3 separate regions of the Sus scrofa genome follow, and regions 2 and 3 are each linked to region 1. Evidence: chromatin contacts called from public HiChIP or PLAC-seq data. All regions are on one chromosome and are shown on one strand. The core of a region is the stretch at or near the end of the contact, and the rest is flanking DNA. Distances in the headings are between cores, read along the strand shown.

Region 1 (3,771 bases), core at 445-2,944:
TGCTGCTCCCACAAAATCATTACAGGAAGCTACATGGTATATGCATGACAAAGCGGACAGAATCTTGAACCCTCCACAGGACTGAGTTTGATAACGGTAACAGGTACTATTTCTGAGCACTAATTATGGCACTTTACTAGTCACATTACAGGCATTATACAATAATCCTATAAAGACAGATACATTATCCCCATTCTGCAGGTGAGAAACTGAGGCACAGTAGGCAGACATCTCGTACAAAGCCACAAATGGCAGAGCCAGAATTTGGACAAAAGCATCTGGCCACGACCTGTGTTCTTAACTACTAAGATGCCTTCCTCTGGGCCTCAGTTTAACAAATACTGAGCACCTGCTATAAGCAAAGCATCATGAAGACTATGATTCTAATACATATATGTTCCTAATGTACCAGCTTTTTCATTTCCCAATGTTTGATCTCAGTGTAATCAACAGCAAATAAATAGTAATTCTTGCCTTACACCTCAGAGAGAAAAAGGACAAATGAGCATACTGGCCTGGCTTCTCAAGTCACCTGTCTACTCCTGAAGTGATGCAGTAGAAAACAGACTGAAATCACAGGACTGGTGGCTCTACTACTCACTAACTGTACCAACTGTGACAAGCCACTTGCCCTATTTTGGCTAGGTCTCTTCATCTATCATGTCTTGGTCTGTAACGGCCTTATCGGGTCTAACTGTAAAATTCCAGTCTACACCAGCGGAATAATTTATCAGCAATCTAGGGAAAACATTCAACATGAATCAAAATTTAAAAAAAACCTTTAAGCCATATCTTAATACATTTTATTAACCAAACCCGAATGGAAGGGACTCCCCCCAAAGTTATCTTGTTCATCTTGTGGTGGAACCTCACACACATCTTAAAAAACATCTTTACTGAAATGACTGTAGTGATTTATCTGCAGCGTTTTCTATGCACTTTACCAGACGGGACGACCCCAAGAGCCAAATCTACAATTTCTTTCTCATTTCAATGGTCAAAGCAAAGGTGGCAGGCAAGTGTGGGCCAGTGCAAAAGGCCAGCTGGGTCGGGCTACATCCCTTTTAGTCTTGATTTCATCTAATTTACTTTTAGTAATTCCTTGAGCTGGAGAGCTGGACTCATACAAGACTGAACTATATTGGGGAAGGGGCTTCAACACGTGACACACACAGGAACACAAGAAGTCACATTTAAGAGCCCCCTGACAACTCGGAGCTTGCACCTCTCAGTCGGAGACGCCCTAAGACTGCCAGGCCTGAGTGTTCACTTCTCCCGGCTTTAGACCCATTGCCTGGCATCTAGTCTTGACGGACGTGCCAGAGTCAGCCCTCCTCAGGGCCTCCGAACAAGGAATTATCCTCCTTCTCATCCTCAAAGGCCACTTTGCTTGAGCTCAGTTCATGTAAAACCACCCGGCGTCCCTCCCCCCAAGCTTCCTCCAAAGCCCCACCCTCCGCGAGCCCCGCTGCCTGTACCGGGATTTGTGCTGGCATTAGAAGGGTTGATAGTACTCCGTCCTTTGTACTTGGGCTTCACCATCTTGCCGAAGGGACGGGGACCGGAGTGCTGGGTCCGGCCTGTGTCAGGTAAAACAGCTCTTAACTTCCCAAAACGAACCGAGGTCACCCGCTCGAACTACGCTGGACCGCGTGCGCAGGCCGACGTCACTTCCGCTCGCACCCCGTGCTTCCCCCGAACGACTTCCGGCGAACGCGCGCCGCCGCACTCCTGGCTCCGCCCCCGCGCCGGCCTCTTAGATGTTTCCTTGCGTCCAGCCCCGCCTCGCTTTCTCCCTAGCAACCGCCAAGCTACATTCCATAGCAACCGCCTGGTTACCCAGGACGCGCGGCCTAGAACCGCTAGTGGAGTCCACGCACAAACTTAGGTGCCTCTTCCCAGGTCAATGACACAAGCTTGAGTTTAATTATCTTCTGAATTTGTCCTCTAAGCCCTTCCAAACGTCGCCGACCACACAGCAGCTAAATACCAACTAGATCTTGTCACCCTTCTTAAAATTCCAGAGAGAGAGAAAGAGAGAGAGATTTAAACTCTTGGCCATTCCTGCAGAATTCTGCATGATCTGGTCCCTGCGTATTTACTTGACCTCATTTGTACCTCCCTCCTTCTGGTTATTCTGACATTTACACTGGCTGTTCCTTCTGCCTGAATCATCATTTCCCTAAACCTTTGCATAGCTAGTTCCTTCTGATCTTTCAGTTCTTAGCTCAAATGTCACCTACTGGTAGGGTTGCAAGTGTTAGCAAATAAAAAAACAGGATTGCCCAATTAAATTTGTTATTCTTTCCCCAGTTAAATTTGAATTCCAGATAAACAATGGAATATATTTTAGTATAAGTATGCCCCAGGCAATATTTGGGACATACTTATACTAAACATGTTTATTATTTATATGAAATTCAAATTTAATTGGGCATCCTGTATTTTATCCGGCAACCCTTTCTTCTGGGAGAAGTCTTTCCTGTCTAATTGGTCTAACTCAGCCATCTCCCATTCTTCTGTAGTTATTCGCTTATAGTATTTGGTTGTATTTATTTCATGGCACTTATTCTTACTTGAAATTAGGTTGTTTCCAAGTTTATCGGCTGCTTCCCCCAAACTGGATTGCAAGCTTCTTGAGAGTAGAGACCTCAAAAGTTTGTTCACTGCTGTGTCTACAAGACTTCAAAAAAACCTTGAAATATAGTAAGGACTAAATACATATTCACTGAATGAAGGAATGAATGGATGACATCTTAGCTAGGGCTGCTATAAAAAAATACCATAGACTGAGTGGCTTAAACCACAAACATTGATTTCTCATCATGCTGGGGGCTGGGAAGTCAAAGGTCAGGGTGCCCGCATGGTTTGGTTCCTAGTGAGAACTCTCTTCCTAGCTTGTAGACATCTATCTTCTCACTGTATCCTCACAGGCTGGGGAAAGGGGAAGGTCACTGGTCTCTTCCTCTCCTTAGAAGGGCACTAATCCCATCATGGGCTGCATCCTCATGACCTCATCTAAACCTAATTATCCTCCCAATACCATCACATCAGGGATTAGAGTTTCAATACATAAGTTTTGTCAATACATAACATTTAGTCACTAGCAGATGGGAATATCTCCACATTCCTGAAGGGAAATGAGGGCAGTAAGACCTAGCAGTTTCTGTTTTGACTAGCTAAAATAAAGTCTCTAGGTGTCTGTGTTTCAACCTCCCTCTTTTTTTGGCACTTCAAGTTGCCAGGAAGGGTCCATCACTGTGGTCCATCCTCTCCTACGGGAGAGGCCAGAGAAGAAGTACTTAGGCAGGAAGAAGGTGGATCCTGTGCTGGCGTGTAGCTCATCCCAGAAAAACAAACAACTTGATATAAAGTGAGGTCCTCGAATTGTGGGACGGATGACTGAGTCTGTGAGTCTGAAACAAACAAACTCCCAAACATTCTTTCTAGAGAAAAAACAGGCCATGCCCTAGACAGGAGTGGGAAATACCTTCTCTCCCTTGAGAATCACTTTTATTGCCCCCAGGGCAATAGCAGGAGCTTAAACACAACTTTGCTGAAATGGCCCTGACCTTGACACGGTGTTTGAAGGAGCATCTGAGAGCTGGTCAGAAGCAACTTCATGCCCTGTGAAGATCCAAAGTTGTCCCCTTCTGCCTCACACTGTCCCTTTGGTCCCCTAAACAAGGGTGCAAAAGCCCACTTCCAGAGAAGAGACAAGGATAATATGTTTCTGATGCCTCAATTAGGTTCAAACCAGAATAAACACGA
Region 2 (3,771 bases), core at 830-3,329, 330 kb after region 1:
ATGCCATAGGTGCGGCTCCCCCCAAAAAAGAAAAGTTCTTGTGCTTTCTGGGATCTATAATACACAGCATTGGTTCCTAGTCAGTTTTTCAAACAGGTTATTTTGAAGATTACCTAAGTGATGTGATTTGAGGGGTGGCAGAGTTCCCATATTTAACTCTCCCTAGAAGATCTAAAAGTGAACCATATAAGGAAGTCACTCTGATACAAAGCAGTTCCCACCTAAGACCCTCAAAGATAAACGGATAGTCAAAGATGTTTTCCATTATTTCAAAAAGCTTGTCTGAGGAGTTCCTGTCATGGCTCAGCGGAAAAATAATCTGACTAGGATCCATGTGGATGCAGGTTCGATCCCTGGCCTCAATCAGTGGGTTAAGGATCGGGCGTTGCCGTGAGCTGTGGTGTAGGTCACAGACATAGCTCGAATCTGGTGTGGCTGTGGCTGTGGTAATGGCTGGCGGCTACAGCTCCGATGTGAGCCCTAGCCTGGGAACCACCATGTGCCGCGTGTGTGGCCCTAAAAAGACAAAAAAAAAAAAAAAAAAAAAAAAAAAAAGCTTAACTGAGGAGTGCACATGCTAAATAAAACATCACACAGTCTCCTCCAGATTCAAACTCAGGATGGAACAAGTACACAGTCTCTTCTCCAAAGCTTTCAGGACCAGATTTGTTTCAGAATTTGAAGTTTTTAATTTCAGGAAGGCACTATATATAATATACCTAGTGGAATCTGGAACACACATTAATAGTTCTGCAGTGAAATTTATGCACTATTTATTCAATGGGATAAAGACAATAAAAAGGTCTCTCATCTGTTCATATCAAGTCAGATTTTTGCCACCAAGTAATTAAAAGAACAAATAACCTTTTGTTTTTGGAGTACTTTGCTTTTGGGAATTTAGCTAAGGGACTAGGGCTTATAATATTAATTATGTCCTCCAAACTAGAAATTCTGATTAGATCTTTTTTCCCTTTCTAAATAGGTTTCAAACACGCAAAAACAGAGCTAGAAAGCACAGTATAATGAACCTCCACTTACCTACCACTCAGTTTTAATACGTACCAACATTTTAGTTTTGACTCTTTCTAAAAAAAAATGGAACTATTACTAGAAAAATGCAGCCTGGTAAGCAAAAAATATTTCAATACAGTGTTCTGAGAGGAAAACACTAATACACAGCATTCTCTTTGGGGGAGAAGGCAGAGTACCGTCTGAGTTTGAATCACTATAACTACTCTTTGGTCATCCACTGGACAGAGGAGGCTTTAAAGAGGCATCTTCCCCGGTAATGAATAATGAATGAGTTTCCCATTCAAAGAAGTGAGCAAGGGCAGTTAAGCACCCTCAGGTTTGGCAGCGTGTGGACATTTGGCAGGCATACAAACCCTCGACTGGCCAATCTGGTTACCTGTGGCCAGGGCTCCTGTTGACACCCGTGTCCCCCCTCCTCCCTCTTCCAGTCCATCACGACCCAAAGAGAAGCGAACAGCAGGGCACTCACATCTTGCATGGCCCGTGTGCGGTGGTCAGAATTGATCTGGTCCCGGAGCTGAAGAAAGGCAAACGGTGACAAGGACGCCGTTAGTCGTTGTTCTGGAGTTAGGACGGGCGCCCGAGGGCGGAGCTTACCCGCTCAGGTCTTAGCGGCCCAAGCCGAGAGGCCTCTGGGCGCAGGGCCCGGGGAGAATGTTACCAAGGCGAGAGTTTCGGGAGCGAGTCCGGGGAGGGGGCGGGCGCGGAGCAGGTCTGGGGCTCTCTGAGGTTAAACACGGGCAAGGGGCCCAGTTTCAGGGGTACCCCTGCCCAGGCCCCACTCACCGTGGACTTCTTGGTGAGCATCTCTTTAGCCATGACGTCCATAAGCCGTTCCTTCTCCTCATGATAGCGCCGCTGTTGCTCCAGAATCGTCTCCATCGTCCCTCCTCCCGAGCCGCAAGGCGGACCACCGAAACGGCCGGAAACGACTTCTGCCGCCTTGCGCGCCCGCGTCGCCGAGCCGCGCGTCCGGCTGCACCAAAGTTCCGCGGCTGCCGGAAGTGCTTCGAAGACTCGACGAAAAGTGAGCACCGCGGGAGACCCAATCAGTGCTCGGGACACGGCTGCAGTGCCCCCTGCTGGCCGGGGGTGTGTTGCGCGATGCCCAACGGTTTCCAGGTGCCTCTAGGGGGCAGGCAGATATCCACCAACACCCTGGCTTCAAGGGATCTGACCTGGTTTTCCGGGGCCTCCTGAGGCCGAGAGGGTAGGAAACTGGATGAGTGGTTGAAGCGTATGGATGGGAGTAGGGAACCGGAACTTGAGTCTCCAGCTCTTTGTGTGACCTTTGACAAAGTTTTTCTCTTCTCGGGACCTCCGTGTCCTTGTCAGTAAAATGGGGATGAGAGCAGGGTTTTTTTTCTTTTTTTCTTTTTTTTTTTGCTTTTTAGGGCCGCACTTGCAGCATATGGAGGGTTCCAGGCTAGGGGTCCAATCAGAGCTACAGCTGCCGGCCTACACCTTAGCCACAGCAACGCAGGATCCCAGATGCTTCTGCGACCTATACCACAGCTCACCACAACGCCAGATCCTTAACCCACTGAAAAACGCCAGGGATTGAACCCACTACCTCATGGTTCTTAGGTGGATTCGTTTCCACTGCGCCACGACGGGAACTCCTCCTTTCCTTTTCTTTGCCTTCCTTCCTTTTTCTTTCTTTCTGCATATGTGGAAGCATCCTAATTGTCGATCAGCAGGGGGCTGGTTAAATAAAATATGGTACATCCAAGAAGCAAAATGCTATTCGGCTTTAAAAAAAAAAAAAGTGAAGCAAGTCCATATGTCCACTTCTAGGTAGAGAAATGAAAACAAGTCCATATGTTCAGATGTTCATAGCAGTGATATTCATTATAGACAGAAACAGGATGCAACTCACAAATCCATTAACTGGTAAATGGGCAAACCAAATGTGATGTGTCCATATAATGGAATATTATTCAGCAATAAAGGAATGCTGAGATATGGACGAACCATGAAAACATCACACTAAGTGAAAGAAGCCAGACACAAAAAGTGACATAGCTTATGTCCAGATGGCATATCTATACACAGTAAACGAGTGGTTTCCTGCTGCTGGAGGTGAGACAGGAAGCAACTGCAAAAGACACAGGAAATCTTTTGGGGGATGATAAAAATGTTCTAAAATTGGATTGTGGTGATAGTTGCACAGCTGTGATAAATTTCCTAAAATTAATTGAATTGTACACTTAACTTGGGTGAATTTTATGGTATGTAACTTCTACCTCAGTAGAAGCTGTTTAAAAATTCTGTTGGGGGAGTTCCTGTTGTGGAGCAGCAGAAACAATTCTGACTAGTATCCATAAGGATGTGGGTTTGATCCCTGGCCTCACTCAGTGGGTCTGGGATCTGGTGGTGCTGTGAGCTGTGGCGTAGATTGCAGATGCAGCTCAGATACAACCCCTAGCCTGGGAACTTCCATACAGTGCGGGCCCTAAAAAGCAAAAAAAAAAAAAAAAAAAAATCTGTGTGAACTCAGATGGAAAGATGGTCACGAAAAATGAAAAAACCTAGAGGAGTTCCCGTCGTGGCCCAGTGGAAACGAATCTGGCTAGGAACCAGGAGGTTGTGGGATTTGATCCCTGGCCTCATTCAGTGGACTAGGGATCCGGCGTTGCCGTGAGCTATGGTGTAGTCACAGACGCAGCTTGGATCCCAAGTTGCCATGGCTCTGGTGTAGGCCAAGGCTACAGCTCCTTCTGGACCCCTGGCCCGGGG
Region 3 (3,771 bases), core at 784-3,283, 300 kb after region 1:
CAGCTCCTATTCGACCCCTAGCCTGGAAACTTCCATATGTTACAGGTGCGGCCCTAAAAAAGACCAAAAAAAAAAAAAAAATCAGAAGTAACAAAGCCTGGTTTGAACCCAAGCAGGCAGAGGCTCAAGATCTGAAGCAGTACATTAAACTATCTTTTCTTGAGAAGCTTCCTCATCAATTTTGAAGAGTGTATGAGCTAATGACATGTAGGGCTTGGAATATACTTGTTCAAAAAAATTAACTATCATTATTATAATTATTCTAGAAGCCTCAGACTCTGCCCTGGAGGGATACATGAAATCCTGCTGGAGGAACAGTGGAGAATAAACCCCGAGGCCCAGGTAAGCAAGGACCAAACATGGCACTTACGCGTGTTCCTGGCCACCATGCTCCAGGCGGTAGCGCACGAGTCCCAGGAGGCGGCTCTGCCTGCTGTCCCCCTCACACAGCACACCTTGCACTGCCTGCTGCTCAGAGTCAAGGCAAACCAAAAGGAAGCCAGCACCCAGGCCTCTCCCAACCCAGGCCACCCCACCTTCCCTGCCCTACCCTCACCGACACAGACTCGCTGGGTGACCCTGGGCAAGTCGCTTCACCTCTCTGACTTTTTCTCATCTGTGATATGGTGATAATAATTCCCAGCTTCACAGCAGGTAGGAGGATAACTGAGTATGTAAAACACCTGGCAGAGAGTCTGGGACTGGATAAATGCTTAATAAGTGCTGGTTTCTGGAGTTCCCATCGTGGCTCATCAGTAATGAACCCGACTAGTATCCATGAGGACGTGGATTTGATTCCTGGCCTCGCTCAGTGGGTTAAGGATCCAGCGTTGCTGTGAGCTGCGGTGTGGGTTGCACACATGGCTCAGTTCTGGTGTTGCTGTGGCTGTGGCATGGGCCGGCATCTGCAGCTCCAATTGGACCCCTAGCTTGGGAACTTCCATGTGCCGCAGGTGAGGCCTTAAAGTTAAAAAAAAAAAAAAGTGCTGGTTTCCTTCTCCCTGCATGCCGCCTCCCCCCCCCACCCCCACCCCCCCCGACCCCATGGCACAGAGAGAGGGAGGCAAGCAGATACACACGTGCGGACACCAGTCATTCCACTTGCCAAGGCCAGGCAGGATATGATGAGGCAGTACTCCCCCTCAGCCAGGGTCTCCTGGATGGCCACAGACTGGTCCATGCTGGGCCCCCGCTGAGCAGACACACCCTGGGGGAGGGCAAACGGGGGCTCCTTAAGTCAACAAGTCTCCCAGTGGGTGATGGAGCTGCCTCCGAGGGCTGGGGGCAGGGAGGAGGGGCTTTTGTGCTGGGAGAGGGTGGAGGAGGCCGGATCCTCTCCCTCCTCCTCCCCGCCCCTCCCCTCTAGAATGGACCTCTTAGTTTCTAGGGAGAGGGGCCAAACCTTTGCCTCTGGTGGGAGGTACAATGTGCTGTACCACCCTTTGTCTGGAAGGGCATCCAAGCGTTTCTAAATGGGGTCCAGTCTACTTGTCGGATGTGGAGTGGTGCCTTGTCCCATTACTGGAGAGCAGGACACTGTCCCACTGCTCCTGGGATGGAGCTCTGCCTCTCTTTTGGGGGAGCAGAATGAGTCCTGCTGGCACCTCTCAGGGAGGTGTCAGAGGGGTATCTCCATGGGGTTGTGGAGAAACCCTGTTCCTCTCAGAAAAGGAGCCTCTCAGCCTGGACAAGTCCTGTGCTCCTTTCCTTGGAGATGGGAAAGTGTCCCGTTGCTCCTTGGCCCTCCCCCAGCCCAGCAGGCCCCATTGCATCAGCCGCAGGCCAGGGTGTCTGGTTCTGACAGCCTCAGGACAGGGGTCCCGGCCCTCAAGTTGTCCAGTCCCTCCTGCTCAGCCCTGCCTGGCTTCCCTGCTCCCACCAGCTCCTGCTACCCTGCCATTGCCACCTACCTCTAGAGCTGTCACCGCTGCTGGCGGTGCGGAACACCGCGGCCCGGCCCCGGGGCCCAGCCAGGGACTACATTTCCCAGCAGCCCCTGCGCCACAGGCTGGTCAGCCGCCTGCAAGTCCCAGCATGCCCGCGCCAATCCCTAGGGGAGGGCCCTCCTGTCCCTGCCCCGGGTAACCCCTTAGGACCTGGGATAGAATGGGCTCCTATTCCAACAACGTTTTCCTAAGGACTGCTCCTGCCTCACCGTCCACCCTCTGTCATGGAGCCAGAACCTCCTGCCCAGGGCCCAGGAAGAAGATGGTCACTTTAAGGGACAACATTTTCTCCTGAGTGTCCTCCTCAGCTCTCAACACTGGCCTCTACTGGAACTCTCCCTCCCCAAATAATTACCCCAACCTAGCTTAAAGGAGAACAACACTATGAAGAACCACAGTCCCCATTTTCCAGGTGAAGAAACTGAGGCTCAGGTTGCATAATTTGACCAAGGCCCCACCGCAGCTAGCAAAGTGGCAAAATGGGGCCTCTATTTAAAGTCTGATTCCAGAGTTCCCATTGTGGCTCAGAGGAAATGAATCTGACTAGTATCCAAGAGGATGGAGGTTTGATCCTTGGCCTGGGTCAGTGGGTTAAGGATCCGGCATTGCCATGAGCTGTGATGTAGGTTGCAGACGCAGCTCGAATCCTGCATCACTGTGGCTATGGTATAGCCTGGCAGCTACAGCTCCGATTCAGCCCCTAGACTAGGAACTTCCATGTGCCACAGATGCTGCCCTAAAAAGACAAAAAAAAAAAAAAAAAAAAAAATCCTAATTACAACTTCTTTGCCATCAACACTGCCACGTGTGCATTTCCTCCCTTAGCCTCAGCAGTGTCTGTGATGGCAGCACCCGGTCCTGCCTGCCTCATGGGGCTGTTTGAGGTTCATGGATACAAACGCTTCATAAAGGGTGTGACCCTGTGCATATACAGTACTTCGCTGAGACCCCATCCTCTCTCCTTCTCAGGGAGGAAAGAGGTCAGGGAAGGGGGTCCCTTGGCTCTCAAGAGAGCCTGAGTGTTGACTTTGTTGTTCTCCAGCCCCTTCCCCTCGTTCACCTGGCCTCAGGCACCTGGGTAAAGCATCCCTCCTTTGGGACCTCGATTTCCCCACCTAAGATAAGGACAAAAAGGGCCAGCTCAGATCAGGGAGTCCAGCCTATTGGCCATTTGAGTAAACTGTAAGCTCCCCCAATAGTCTCACCCCAGTGTAGTTTGTGGCACACAGGTAACCTTCAGGATATGTTTATTGAATTAGCAAATTACCTTAATAAATACTCCTTCTCTCAAGCTTTGAGCCAAGCTGAAGGGTCAGTCCTGGGGAAGAAGTGACCATGCGATTTTCTTCTTTTTTCTTTGGAGGCATATGGAGGTCAAATCGGAGCTGCAGCTGGAGCCTAGGCCACAGCCATGCTGGATCCGAGCTGCGTCTGTCACATATGCCACAGCTTACTGCAATGCTGGATCCTTAACCCACTGAGCCAGGCGAGGGATTGAACCCACATCCTCAGAGAGACAACGTCAGGTCCTTAATCCACCGAGCCACAGTGGGAACTCTGACCACGTGATTTCTAACCCATCTTCCCTCCTCTTGCCCTAAGCTGAGGGTTGCTGCCTTAGTGACCAGTTCAGGTTTGTACATGTAAACCTCTTGCAGAAACAGACATCACTTTCTTCTCAGTCTTCTTTTCCTGGAAATATCCACAGCATAAATGGAGCTCAATTTGATTAGAATTTGGTTTCAACACTATGGGAGGGGGAAGGGGATTAATTTAGATCCTTAGAGATAAAGGAGGTGGGGGTCACTGAGGCCAGCCAGCCAGC

Evidence for each region. HiChIP or PLAC-seq counts read pairs in DNA pulled down with a chosen protein or histone mark.
Region 2: a contact with region 1 is called in an H3K27ac HiChIP or PLAC-seq map of alveolar macrophages. The contact joins the promoter of SF3A3 here to the promoter of GNL2 in region 1. A contact is called at or near these places in 1 of 47 Hi-C or Micro-C datasets (epiblast stem cells) and 1 of 2 datasets of contacts at active chromatin or transcription factors (alveolar macrophages).
Region 3: a contact with region 1 is called in an H3K27ac HiChIP or PLAC-seq map of alveolar macrophages. The contact joins the promoter of INPP5B here to the promoter of GNL2 in region 1. A contact is called at or near these places in 1 of 47 Hi-C or Micro-C datasets (undifferentiated spermatogonia) and 1 of 2 datasets of contacts at active chromatin or transcription factors (alveolar macrophages).

The regions. Positions count from the first base shown.
Region 1 is chr6:93,644,286-93,648,056 of Sscrofa11.1, forward strand. It overlaps GNL2 (nucleolar GTP-binding protein 2), which reads right to left and starts at 1,695. Exons shown (of 16, transcript XM_021095967.1): 1 at 1,479-1,695. The coding sequence starts at 1,542.
Region 2 is chr6:93,974,245-93,978,015 of Sscrofa11.1, forward strand. SF3A3 (splicing factor 3A subunit 3) reads right to left here and starts at 2,080. Exons shown (of 17, transcript XM_003127795.2): 1 at 1,819-2,080; 2 at 1,502-1,549. The coding sequence starts at 1,914.
Region 3 is chr6:93,942,365-93,946,135 of Sscrofa11.1, forward strand. It overlaps INPP5B (type II inositol 1,4,5-trisphosphate 5-phosphatase), which reads right to left and starts at 2,034. Exons shown (of 25, transcript XM_021095974.1): 1 at 1,911-2,034; 2 at 1,124-1,207; 3 at 371-468. The coding sequence starts at 1,180. It overlaps LOC106510652 (a long non-coding RNA gene), which reads left to right. Exons shown (of 3, transcript XR_002344973.1): 2 at 267-342.